Regions from separate parts of the Mus musculus genome. Here regions 1 and 3 are each linked to region 2. The links are chromatin contacts, called in public Hi-C maps. All regions are on one chromosome and are shown on one strand. The core of a region is the stretch at or near the end of the contact, and the rest is flanking DNA. Distances in the headings are between cores, read along the strand shown.

Region 1 (4,080 bases), core at 1,064-3,563, 260 kb before region 2:
TGTGAGCTTACCTAGGGGAAAACAAGACTCCACATTCGCCTTGGGAACTTGTCAGGAATTTAAAGATGGTTTCTGGGCTAGACACTGTTAATCTATCAGGGGGAAATGGAGAAGCCCAAGCTTACCAAGTGCAGCTCTGGCCTGATAATGATAACGTACAGGGAACTTCAGCTGTTTGTCCAACTGGAGAAAAAGTAGGGGAGGAAAGAAGAGCGGCATGATGGAGACAGGACAGAGAAAGTAACATCAAATGTAAGAGCTGCACTAGGACTCTCTCCTCCCTCTTCCCTTTCTCCATATTGAGGATGGAAGCCAGGCCTTGTTCTTGCTAGGCAAGGCCTTTGCCACCAGCCCACGCAGCCAGCCTCAGGACTGGGAATCAGGGGAGGAAATGAAAAGACACACGACCTTCATAAAATGAAAGAGAGCCTGGCTACGTGGTCACAGAATGACGTCCACAGCTGGACACCAGAGTGGGAAAACGTCCTCCAGCTGTAGCCAAATCTGTTGTTTTCAGGACCCAGAAGTCACCAGGCCGGTGGTATTGGAGACAGGAGACAAGCGGGTAGGGATTCTCTTACAAGCCAGAGGTCTAGGGAGGCTAGAGTCTCCTCTTTGCCACTGTCCTGGAACTTAGTAGATGAGACTAGTCTCCTGGATGCCCTCATAATTCTGCAGAAAAAAAAAAAAACTCATGATTTTTTATTTTCTTTTCCTGGAAAGTGTAATTTGAAGGATTGTCAGAGGACAAAATTGAACCGTGGTCACAAAGGCTGTGCAGGAAGACCCAGGAGCATCATGGGGCCAGGGCCTTTGGTGTTTGCAGTTTTGTTTCAGGGAGACAAATGCCCCTGCTTTGATCAAGTGTCAAGTGTATGTGGCAAATTCCTCTGTGAAGGACCCCCTGGTATACTGCCTGCACACGCAGGCAAGCTGCCTGCAGGGAGGTGGGGGTTGGAGGTAAGCAAGCATCATTTGTTTTAAATTGCACCACGGTAGAAATCCATGAACTCAGGGCTGCCACAAGCATTCTGGGCACAAAGGAAAGCTGTGCAGAGGCTGCGTCTCTTTTGATATAGATTTTGCCGCCATTGTTCCAGGTGTCTCCGGAGAGAGCTTATTTCCATATGTATAGAGAAACGGAGTGCTTTCTCTTGCCGGTTAAAGTGTCACCGAATGTATTTTTAGCTATACATAAAGCAGCGGCAGTGTGAGGCATCTTACCGCCAGGGTCGCAAGGTTTGAACATCCTTTGCCACTGGAGGAATGCTAATGAGATGATTCTTCATTCCACTTATTTTAATTGCCAAACAACGCTTAATTCCCCACCCCACACCCCCGACTTAAAAAACAAAATCAAACAAATCCCTTTTTGTGTATAGCCAAGTTTGCCCTTGCAGGAGATGGGTGTTGCAGAAAGACCCCAATCGTCCTGTGCAGAAGGTTCTAGGCCTGGCCCTCTCCCTGTGCAGTTAGTGCGAGGTGTCAGTGTCTGCTCCCCTTTCCAATAGCTCGGAGGATGCTGAGAGGAGACGCCCGTGGTTGTCAGAGAAACACGGCGATATATTATTAGATCTTTCATAATTAGGCTTTGCTGATGTGTGCAAGAGCTTAATCAAAAACGTTATCACCCAGCCTGCTGCTGGAGGTGGGGGTTGGTGATGGTGGTGGGGGAATCTGGAAAGTCAAAGGCTGTTCCTCCCCGTGCTGGTTCTGTAAGATAACAAAGGCAAGACAAAGGCAGATGGCTCCTGCCTGTGGTTCTGAGCAGGCTCATGCTTTGGTTAATCACGTGACGTACGTGACAGTGGGTTCAGAAAACCTGAAGCCCCTCCTCGCTCCCAATTTCTGAGTCACTCCACCGACCAGGTGCTGACTAAGGCTGTGGGCTGTGGGAACCTCATTGAATGTGTCTGCCAAGCGTTTCCAGGTAGAGCTTGGCTCCCCGGGGGAGCTCTAGAAGTCCCTCCCTGGGTCACAGCAGGCCTGCCTGACTGCGAATTTCAAAGAGTGTATCTCAGCCCTTAGATAAACCTGGCTGGTGTCCCCTGGCAGCAAAGCTGGGGGAAGACCTCGGGGACAGCCATCCTGCAGCGCCCAGGGCTGTTTGGACAAACTGTGCTATGTTTTTTCTGCCCGTATCTGGGCATGCAGGTGAATCCTGGTCCCGCTGGTATCTTGGCTGGCCACTCTCTCTCAGGCTCTGCGGGGAGCTGGGGGTGCATCCCTGCAAACGCTCCAGCAAAGCTGTGCAAACAAACCCGGCCGATTAGTTGGACAGGCTCACTGGCTCGGGAGTGTGAGCTGGCCTGGCAGCCCTATGCTCTCAACCCTTTCCAGGCTGGGCTTGTTCCCAGAGCGCTCATCAAGGAACACACTACCTTACCCTCTGGATGCTGGGTGCTTGTGCATCTATGGGCAGGACAGGATACTGATTCTTGCCTTGGACTCTTTACATACAACATATCACACATTCATTCACACACACACACACACACACACACACACACACACACACATGTGCGCGCCACTCACGTTCACTACAGACTATACAGCATTGGGTCAGAAGCCGTGATGGCACGAGGCACATAAATTTTGTGTCTGAGTTATTTAACCCACCTCAGAGTTGCACAAGACCTGTGTCCTTGTCTTACACGCTGCGTCAGATAGAGGCTGGCAATTTCTGTGTTTAAAGGTTCAGTTTAACACCTATAAATAACCTGACGTTCTGAGCTTTTTGGGAGAGGCTGCTCAAACTGACTTGACTTTTTTTTCCCTCTCTTCTGCCTTTGGTTTGAAGTAAGAGTCAACTTGGTATAAAGAAACCTCGGGTCCCCTTTGAGGTGAAATCAGAGTGAATCAGAAAGAGTGATTACGCCCTTCTTTAATCAGAGACTCTGGGGAGGATTTTCTTTTAGGAGAGAAGCGTCAAGCCATGCTCTTTGAAAATTACTTTCATATTTTCTTGAGCAGTTCAGAGCAGGGAGAGTTTTAAGAGTTGTCATTTGCTCTTGGATATCAGGCGGCAGCCTCAGCCTTTTGTCTGAGCCCTTCCTTCTGTGTATCCGAAAGGACTTAGCTGGCCCCGGCTTTGTTGTGCACCACACAAGCTATCAAGTGACTAATGCCCTTGGAATCTCATGGAGACATTTATTCTGCCCCTGTTGCTATGAGCCCTGTGTTCTTTTGTGGAACCTAACAATATAGGTAACATATCTAAAGTATGACCCTGACCAAAGGAACTTAGTTTTAAGTAGCAATTGTAAAATCATTGTGTACACGTCACGGGCCTGTCAGGTCCATTCTCATTTTAGTGTTTCAAGTATGTTTGCGCTAGTGACGTGGGCTGATTAACCTGAAGTGAAGTTAAAGCATCAATAGAAAAGCTCACCCACATTCACACTGCAAGTGTTTATTAAACCAGTCTCAGCTACTTGGGGGAAGCAGTACTCCTTCAGGGAATTAAAAAAAAAAAAAAAAGGATAATCAATCAGGAATTATTCAATGAGCTGACAAAAACAGCATTACAGGTCAAAAGTCCCCCTGTTATTTAAAATAGACGATCCATTTTCAAGTCAAGAGTTTTTCTCTGTATTGCCCTGGCTATCTTGGAACTAACTCACTCTGTAGACCAGGCTAGCCTGGAACTCAGAGATCCACCTGCCTCTCCTCCCAAGTGTTGGGATTAAAGTTTATGTTAATAAATAGCTTTTAAAATTAGCATTTCCTGTCTGCTTCCAAAAATTTGGTTCAAATTCTTCTCCCAGTGCTTGGAATGTTAATTTGGTGACTAGCAGAGAAAGTGGTGTGTGTGTGTGTGTGTGTGTGTGTGTGTGTGTGTGTGTGTGTTTGAGACAAGATCTTACACAGAGTCACAGGCTGGTCTGAAAACCACTACAAAGTAGCCCAGGCTGGCTGGCTTCAAGTTGTGGAAACCCTCCTGTCTCCACCTCCAGAGTTCTGGGATTGCAGCCATGAGCTCTGATGTCTGGCTAGGAAATATGGTTTTGTCAGAATTAAACGTGTGCTCGTTTCTTAACCTGAGACATTTAAAAATTAGTTGGAGCCAGAAACAATTAA
Region 2 (4,396 bases), core at 1,215-3,714:
GTAGGTCAGAGTGGGTAAATTTTAAGATTTTATAGTCTAGCCCCACTTCCTGTCCTACCCCGGTTGCCTCATCCACCCAGATGTGGCAGCTTCAGTGCCACAGCTGCAGGCCAGCTGCCTCCACCTACCTAACCTTCCCTTCCAAGATGTACCGTGTCTTCAAACCATGGGACAAAATGAACCTGATTTTATATCGTTCCTTGTCAGATATTTGGTCACATGAAAGAGAAAAGTAGCTCACATTCTCCCCAGAGAGTGCTTGGCACCTGCACAGATATGAAGATTCAGAAAAAGAGTGGAGATGACTCTGAAATTAGCGCCTGGGAACTTTCCACCACAACCTGTCAACCTCCCTGGGAAACATGTCCTCACACAGCTTGCTGCCTGGGTTTAGAAGTTGGAAGCTGTCCCTCACAGCAGTCCCAAAAAACCAGGCCATCTTAGACAGCAGATGCTACCCAGCCCATGAAGAAAAAGGGCTATTTATAAAGTGCCTCAGAACATTGGCTTCGAAGGAGATATCTTCTAACTGGGGTAACAAATCAGGAACTGGCTATGGATATTTCTTCCAGTTTGTTACAATTGTTTATTTTGGCCTGGCATTATATATATATATACCAATTGAGACATCATAGCTTCTTTTACTTTCCTGTCTCAGATTCACTTGTTTGTTTTTAATTTTTATCAGGAGTTGTAAATATAGCAATTGCTAAAGAGTAACATTCTGAGAAAATGTCCATTCCAATACAGAGATGCAGTCGGAAAGCAGGCCGCTGTGCACGGCTTTTATACACTGTGCATCTGATCTCCTCCCACAAGGATAAGTGGTTTACATTTAGTATGATTTGATATGATGTGCTAATGTATTCCTCCTCTGGAGCTTCGGTTTGGAATTGAGAGAATATGGATATACTTTGACTTTATGAATTTCTTGTTTTGGTGTTGTGTTGTGTGTGTGTGTGTGTGTGTGTGTGTGTGTCTAGCCTATAGCCTGTACCCCCACTCTGTAGCTTGGGTTGATTTTATTCTGTCCTGACTTCTCCTGCTTCATTCTGGTGAATGTGGAGGTTGTAGGCTGAGCCATCATGCTCGGCCCGTCATGTCATGAGATCTTCATCAAGTCATGGTTTCAATATTGTGAATTCATCTCAAAAAAAAAAGTGGTGGTTAACATTCAGGTTTCTCAGTATTTAATAAATAGCAAAATGAATTTCTGAAAATCATCTGTTTATTGATAATCGTGCGAGCATATGTAAGGCATTTTGGTCATATACCCCTGTCTTCCTCTTGGAAAAGGGACTTTATATCTAAAGCCCTTTCTTGATATTTTGATGTGTTACACACAACTGTTAGACAGTGCAGAGAACATTATCGTTTGGCAGAGAGACTGTTGAAATGTATTTTGATCTGGGATGCCATGAACGAGGGTGAGTGATCCGCTGAGGTGGCACTCCAAGGTGTTCAGGAAACATTTTACAGCCTGGAATTGAAATGCCCTTTCTATATATATATTTTTCTGAGCCTGGCAGGAACTCACTTGCCTTCTCAGGAGTTAGGATGGAATTGCTGCTTGGTCCTCACAAGTTTTCTTATATTTCCAAATCAGAAACTTCACACTGCCCTTCTGCCTGGACTGGGTACTTCTGGTACATCCTTTCGATTCATCCCGAGGAAGCAGAGTCCCATGGAGAGATATTAACGGCTGTAGTTTTGCCTCCACTTAGCTGGGGCTTCCCCAGCAATGGAGGAGTGTGTGGTGCACTGGCACAAGCTGGGATTAATTTAGGATCAAAGTTGTCCCTCCATCTGTCTATTTACAGTGATGCAGTATGGCTTGATAGCACTTTTTCTGGTTACCGATTTGGTTCACCGTCTACCTTGGTTTTGGAGTACTCAGGTTTGAGGGACAGTGAGACCCTTCCTAGGACTAATGCTGGAAGCACGCTGACTGACCTCCTGGCTTCCCTCCGCATGGCCTTCATCGGGCAGGCATATTTGAGGAACGGCTATGCAGATCTGAGGGCAGCATCTGCTCCACAGACCTTAAACGACGTCCCTCCTGCCTGCCAGAATAAGGAACGCCACGTTACTCACTTTCTCACATCAATTTCTAAAACTGGTTCCTGAGCTCCTTAAAGATTTGAAGCCCCTTCCCATGATGGATCTTTCCTTTCCTTTCTGAAATATGCTTTCCTGAAAGATGGCTGATGTCTTTGTTATTTCTCTTATTGTTAAGCAGCGTTTTAGCTGCTAATATATTTTCTTGAGGCAAGCGATTGCCAAGCAACTGAAAGCATAAAGGGAAATTTGTACTATGTAAATGAGGGACTTAATGCATTAATTAGATGGATTGGAACATTGTATTTCCATGTGTTTCATGCCTTAATTCTCAAGCTGAGGGTTGGAGCTGCTGAGAGGGAAGGGGAGGCTGTGATGGAGTTCCAAGTGGATTTTGGAAAACACAGCGCTGGGGTTTTTGAAAAGCTGTGTGGTCATGGTGGGAGCCAAATGAAGTAGGAAAGAGTGATGGGCTCTTTCTCAACACGTTGTTATGTTGTAATGAGGCCATGTCAGAGAGTTCTGAAGGGCTGCTTCTTATACTGGTCTCTAATAAATGAAAACTGTGTTTATTTTCCCTTTCTGCAGTGGTGGGATGAACCAACACCCTTTCCTCATCTCTGTCAGAGGGAAGCCCAGAATCAAAAGAATTTAATCAGAGCTGGCATCCTGATGCTGGCACAATTCATTCTGGGTAGCAAAGACAGCAACCAGTGACAGCTCCCCGCGTCTTTTGTCCCTCAGCCAAGCTTCCTCTAGGGCAGGAAAGGGCCACTGCTCCTTGGTCTATTACTGGTAGAGGAAGCTGAGCAGGGGGAAAGTTTTCCTAAGTGGCAAAGCCAAACTCACATTAATAAGAGATGAGTTTTCCTTGATGTTCACCCCCTTCCACTCATCCACTCACTGTTTACTCAAAAGCGTATTGAATACTTCTATAGTTATGTGTTGTGTACAAAGCGTAAAACTGAAAGCACACACAGTCCTATTCTTGTAAATCTTATTCTAACTCCAAGTGTGAAATGCTGAGGCTGCTTCCAGAAAGGGCCTGTGGTTCTAAGAAGACATGAACAAGGGAATGTAGCAGGGGTCATAGGGAACCCCTGAGAAAATGAAAAATGAAAAATATGCAAGGAAGAGTTAAAGTACCATGTAACCGCCACAGGGAAGAGAGGAACATGTTTTAACTTGTGTTTATGACAAGGATTAATACGATGCTCTCCAAAAGCCTACATGGATACCAGTGGTGTTGGAACCAAGAACATGAGACAGGAGGAAGGGACAAAACCTCCAGTTCCTAGACTTGTCCTCCCTTCCGTGTAGCCCCTGCTGAGAAAGCCATCCTTGCTTCATCCCAGAAACTAGACCTGTGCTGTTTCTATCCATCTCCTACATGAGGCCCATCATTGTCCAGTTGATCAATTCAGACTTGTAGTTTTAAGTCAAGATCTCTAGATCCCAAGTCTCTACTGATTTCCTGGACCTCTTGCTTTAGCTCTGTCATTGTAAGGTGGACCAGTCATCTCATTCCAGACTCACCAGGTCTTTCCATTTCCTTTCACATGGAAGGTCTCCATGCAGTATGGTAGAGGATGGCTACCCTTCCTGTACTGGCTAGTTTTGTGTCAACTTGACACAGCTGGGGTTATCACAGAGAAAGGAGCTTCAGTTGAGGAAATGCCTCTATGAGATCCAACTCTAAGGCATTTTCTCAATTAGTGATCAAGGGGGAAAGGCCCCTTGTGGGTGGGACCATCTCTGGGCTGGTAGTCTTGGGTTCTATAAGAGAGCAGGCTGAGCAAGCCAGGAGAGGCAAGCCAGTAAAGAACATCCCTCCATGGCCTCTGCATCAGCTCCTGCTTCCTAACCTGCTTGAGTTCCAGTGCTGACTTCCTTGGTGATGAACAGCAGCATGGAAGTGTAAGCCGAATAAACCCTTTCCTCCCCAACTTGTTTCTTGGTCATGCTGTTTGTGCAGGAATAGAAACCCTAAGACACTTCCTTTCTGAGAGTTGTTCATGTCAGTGGTCCCTCACACCCCTTCCCAGTTAGCTTGTGCTATTGTCAGCTGTGTGTCTGTTCTTTCCACAGACAGGAAAATCCTTGCCTCGTGGCAGTGTGTGACAAGTGAGTGTTTTTCAAAGTTTTATGTTCTTTGTAAAATGGAACAAAAGAAGAACATACATTAAAAAAATTAGCAAAATGGCATAAGTCTAGAGAGAGTGATGCTCTGTGTCTTTGTTATGCTAGTGTTGTTCAGGCTGTCATTACAAATCTGGGACAGTTCCCTGGCCCCCTGTGCCAGGCCAAAAAAAAAAAAAAAAAAGAATCAACTGTACTT
Region 3 (4,270 bases), core at 1,342-3,841, 390 kb before region 2:
GCCCAGATGGGAAAGTGAGTGTGCTAACTTCTGTCCAGCTAGTGTTTCCTCCAGCAGAAAGCCTTGCTGAAAAGGCTCATGGGGGTTGCTGATAACACGTGCTTGCTGGCATTTACAGAGTGAGAAGGCAGACTCAGAAGACCAGAGTTGTAGGATGCTCCTTCAGTACATTCCAGGCTGGAGAAAAGAGCAAGGGCGTATGAGAAGGCTTCCCTGCCAGTGTTTGCAGAACTTGGACGATTGACAAGCAGAGCATCAAGTTAATTGTTCTTGAAGCAGGAAGTCTGGAGTGGAGGAAGCAGGTGTTGGGAGATGATTGCCGAGTTTTGAAATTACCGGGTTAGCTCCTTTGTGCTTTCTGCTTTTGGACCCCTCTCAGTCCGTAGGCATTTGGAGGATGCTGTCCCTTTTACCTGTCGAGGAATCCTAAATCGGATGTGCATGGGAAAGGGAGGGTTTAAGCCCATTTAGAAGCAGGTAGCATACGTGCAGCAATGTTTCCAGGATCCATTTCTCTTTGTTTCTGTTTCTGTTTCTTTTTGGCTTTCAGCATCCCATACATTCAGAGAACTTGTGACAAAGAGTGAATTCTTATTTTTCAAATTGGTTTCAGACATTTCATGTTCATGTAATCTTGCCTATTGATTTCCTGATTTTTCTTTATTTTTTTGTTTTGTCCATTTTATTTTTAATCAGCTACATCAAATGGGTCTTTGGAGGGCCTGGATAACCAGGAGGGAGGGGTGTGCCAGACAAGAGCCATGAAGATCCTCATGAAAGTTGGACAAGGTAAAGATCATCTGCTTCTTTGTGAAGCCACTGTGACCTGGTGTGTCCCCAGCTAGTGTGGCACCAGGTGACGCTCATTGTCACCCCTCCTTTTAGTTTTGAAGGCAGACCCTTCTCTGCACTTTGAACCACTGGCAGAGTGTCCCCCAAGGTGAAATACTCAGCATTTCTTATTGGAGATCTCTCTAAAAGTTCAGGTCAGCAAGACAGAGTGTCTCTGTGTTACCACAGATATGCATGTTTCTCTTTACAATGCAGAACACCTCTTTGAAAAATCAAAGTCTCCAGTATGTAAACAGTGGTTCTGCAGCTTTGTTTCATTTTCAAATCTGGACAACCAAAGAACCATGTTTCCATGTAGAATAACCTATTGTGCAGAAAGAAAGAATTATTCTTCTAATTAGAAACCGGTATAGTAGTCAATCAACTTGCTCAGTTAAATTGAAATGTCATCTGCAATGCTTTGACTGCCAAATGCAAGAATCCCTATAGTTTCCACAGATGGCCTCCCAATCTAAACCTCCAAAATAACTAGGATAACTGTTCTGATTAAAAAGGAAGATTATATTCTTGTATTTCACAGTGTTTTGCATAAAGAGTCTTATGTTCGTTGCTATTCGTGCCTCTTGAGATATGTGTGCAGCTCTGAAGCTAGCTATAGTCAGATGTCTGTGCCATGATTAATCACTTGTTCTTCATATAGATGCAAGTTCTGCTGGATCAGCCAGGAATCACGGTCCAACAAGACGTCCAGAGCTAGAAGCTGGTACAAATGGGAGAAGTTCAACAACAAGTCCCTTTGTGAAGCCAAATCCAGGTACAGTGGTGTGGTGTATGTGTGTGAGTCTGTGGGGTGCATTGTGTGGCTCCTTGAGAGAATCCTCAGAGCACGTCTGCACTGGTGGGGTTCACCTCAGCCGTGCTGCCTGCGCGCTGCGCTCAGTGAGCCGGTATTAACTTGGCCAATAAGACAGACTAATTTATTCCCATCAAAGTCTTACAGTTACAGTAACAGAGCTCGCCAGAAGTGTCAGTTACCAGTGACGCTCCACCAGACGGGTTTTCATTGGCTGATGCTGTCTCCTGCTCACTGCTGACACCATCCCAAAGCCGATTTAATGTATATATAATTTGTGCCCTAATCCCTGTCTAATTACATCTAATCCACAAAGAGCCTCAAACGATCCTTTTCTGAATTTTAGAAAACGCTGCCTAATGTCATAACTTCCAGGTGGCTGTTCTTAATGTTTTTCACATTCTGTGTATAAAAAATAAAATATTATAGGGCTTACTAACCAAAGGACACCATGCTCTGTAAAAATCGGCTCATTTTCTCAACAGCCCTGCTTCCGTGTGCTGATGTCGTTGTAAGGAGTAGTCAGTGCGCTGAGGATTCTACACACACACACACACACACACACACACACACACCAGCACTTTTGGACTAGGGATCTGTGTGCTGGATAGAGGTGATGGGAATTTGGATTTATGGTAATATTCTGTCTCTTTCCAAGAGTCAAGAAAGGAAGGTTCCCCCCCCCCCAACTTTCAATGACAAGATGTGTCAAATTCTTGTGACAAATTGATAAATGGATAGTATAATGGTGCCAGGCAATTCTTTAGTGCTAACATTTGGGTTAGCAGTCTGTTCGGTGCCAGAGCGTCTGCTGCCTTCCAAATATATTTTAAGTGTAAATCAAATAATACAACCGAGTTACGAGTTGAAGCCTTTCCCGGGTCCCATCACTCCTTCCTTTCTGGCGCATCGCTGCTGGTAGGCAGGGCTTCTGTGGAAGGCGGGCGTTTAAAGACGGACATATAACACCCAGTTTCCAGCATGAGGGAAGAGCAGGCCAGGCCAGGGCTGCACCATGCTCTGGAGTAGCTGCGTGTGCCTTTTTTCCAGCCGAGCCTGGTGCATCACCGGGAAGTGCAGAGGCTAGGACGGCCCAGGGCTTGCTGGCTGTCTCGCCATTCTGCTGCCGGTGACACAGACAAGGAAGCAGTTGGGGATTGTATGAGCATTGGACCTTGAGGCTCCTTTGCCCTGTCTGTCAAGTTCGCTCTGAGGGTTGAGCGTTGGACATGCTTAATTATTACATTTCGGGGTTTCTGCAAGAAACAGGGCACACCCAGGACTCTGGTAACTGGCTCTTCTTGCTCCTGTGCAGGTTCTAGCACCGATGGCAACAGCGCGGGGCATTCCGGGAACAATCTCCTGGGTTCCGAAGTGGCCTTATTCGCAGGGATCGCATCAGGATGCATCATCTTCATCGTCATCATCATCACTTTGGTGGTGCTGCTGCTCAAGTACCGCAGGAGACACCGCAAACACTCTCCACAGCACACGACCACGCTGTCTCTCAGCACACTGGCCACGCCCAAGCGAGGTGGCAACAACAATGGCTCGGAGCCCAGTGACGTTATCATACCACTAAGGACTGCAGACAGCGTCTTCTGCCCGCACTACGAGAAGGTCAGCGGGGACTATGGGCACCCGGTGTACATCGTGCAGGAGATGCCCCCACAGAGTCCTGCCAACATTTACTACAAGGTCTGAGGCCTGAGACCTGCGCCTCCCAAGGGAACTCGCACCTTGTTCTTGGGCACGCAGGGACTGCCTGAGCCTGGCTGTGGGGGCAGGATGCCTCCTGGAAGAGCCTGGATCTGGACAGTTTTGTAGTCTGTAGCTTTTCCGACCCTGGGGACCACAGACCCTCCCCGGAAGCTGGAAGACTGCTAGGAGATCCCCACTTGGACTGCCGCGGCCCCACGCGGACCTCCAAGCCATGCACCCAGCCACTCAGGCCTCTGCAGAGCCCGGGGAGGACACGGTAGGCTATGGATGGCGCAGCAGCATCTTAGGAGAAGGTTGCGCACCAGGCCGGCCCCTGCCTCCACGTTTCCTGCCGTGCACACTGGACTTATCACTTGGACCTCGGGTTCAGTAAGGTTTTCAAAGATCTCTAGTGTTTAGTCCTCACTCACTCACTCACTCACTCACTCCTTCTCTTGCCAGGGCTCTGCAGCAAACTCCCTAGACCCCTCACTCCACGTACTGCATCATTACGGGACACTCACCACAGAGTCCCAGCTCCACCCTTTACACCAAGATCAAATTAGATGGGTATTAGGTACAGAAGAACCCTGCTTGCCTGGAGGCCGGGTCAGCCGGGAAGCGCAGATGTGTGGAGGAGTGAGGAGGTGCTGGCTGCCACGGCAGGTCAAGGCTGCTTGCTGCCCCTGGAGCATAGTAGGGATGCAGGAAGGAAATAGATAATGCTTTGGTTTTTCTGAGAGGACAGAGACAGGTGGGAGGTGACTGACTGGTGAGTGGTGGGGAGCCTTTCACTACCACACAGCTATGCAGCAGGGAATCAAAAGTCCCTCTCCTGCGGGGAACAAAGGGGCCATTGTTGTGAAAGGACCAGCTAGAGCACAGAGGGAGAGGGCAGGCCTCCGGTGAAGTGCTGGGGCAGAA

Evidence for each region. Hi-C and Micro-C count contacts between places; a contact is called where the count stands out from the background.
Region 1: a Hi-C map of cerebral cortex shows a contact between it and region 2, with 2.8 times the contacts expected there. The contact joins two enhancer-like sites. A contact is called at or near these places in 3 of 484 Hi-C or Micro-C datasets (cerebellar granule neurons, cerebral cortex and forebrain) and 3 of 115 datasets of contacts at active chromatin or transcription factors (embryonic stem cells and epiblast stem cells).
Region 3: a contact with region 2 is called in a Hi-C map of cerebral cortex, with 4 times the contacts expected there. The contact joins two enhancer-like sites.

What each region holds. Positions count from the first base shown.
Region 1 is chr8:8,486,909-8,490,988 of GRCm38.p6, reverse strand. No RefSeq gene overlaps it. Among named protein-coding and RNA genes, the nearest start is that of Gm31135, 4.2 kb to the right of the region's middle. RefSeq lists an enhancer at 1-2,935. Within about 2 kb of position 2,313, at least 143 of the 459 cell types and tissues checked have an H3K27ac peak or open chromatin away from gene starts, as enhancers often do. A contact at or near this core is called in cerebral cortex and forebrain, where this site is marked.
Region 2 is chr8:8,229,804-8,234,199 of GRCm38.p6, reverse strand. No RefSeq gene overlaps it. Among named protein-coding and RNA genes, the nearest start is that of Gm31401, 150 kb to the right of the region's middle. Within about 2 kb of position 2,464, at least 23 of the 459 cell types and tissues checked have an H3K27ac peak or open chromatin away from gene starts, as enhancers often do. A contact at or near this core is called in cerebral cortex and forebrain, where this site is marked.
Region 3 is chr8:8,619,667-8,623,936 of GRCm38.p6, reverse strand. It overlaps Efnb2 (ephrin B2), which reads left to right. Exons shown (of 5, transcript NM_010111.6): 3 at 697-789; 4 at 1,493-1,606; 5 at 2,961-4,270. The coding sequence ends at 3,349. Among named protein-coding and RNA genes, the nearest start is that of Efnb2, 39 kb to the left of the region's middle. Within about 2 kb of position 2,591, at least 26 of the 459 cell types and tissues checked have an H3K27ac peak or open chromatin away from gene starts, as enhancers often do. A contact at or near this core is called in cerebral cortex, where this site is marked.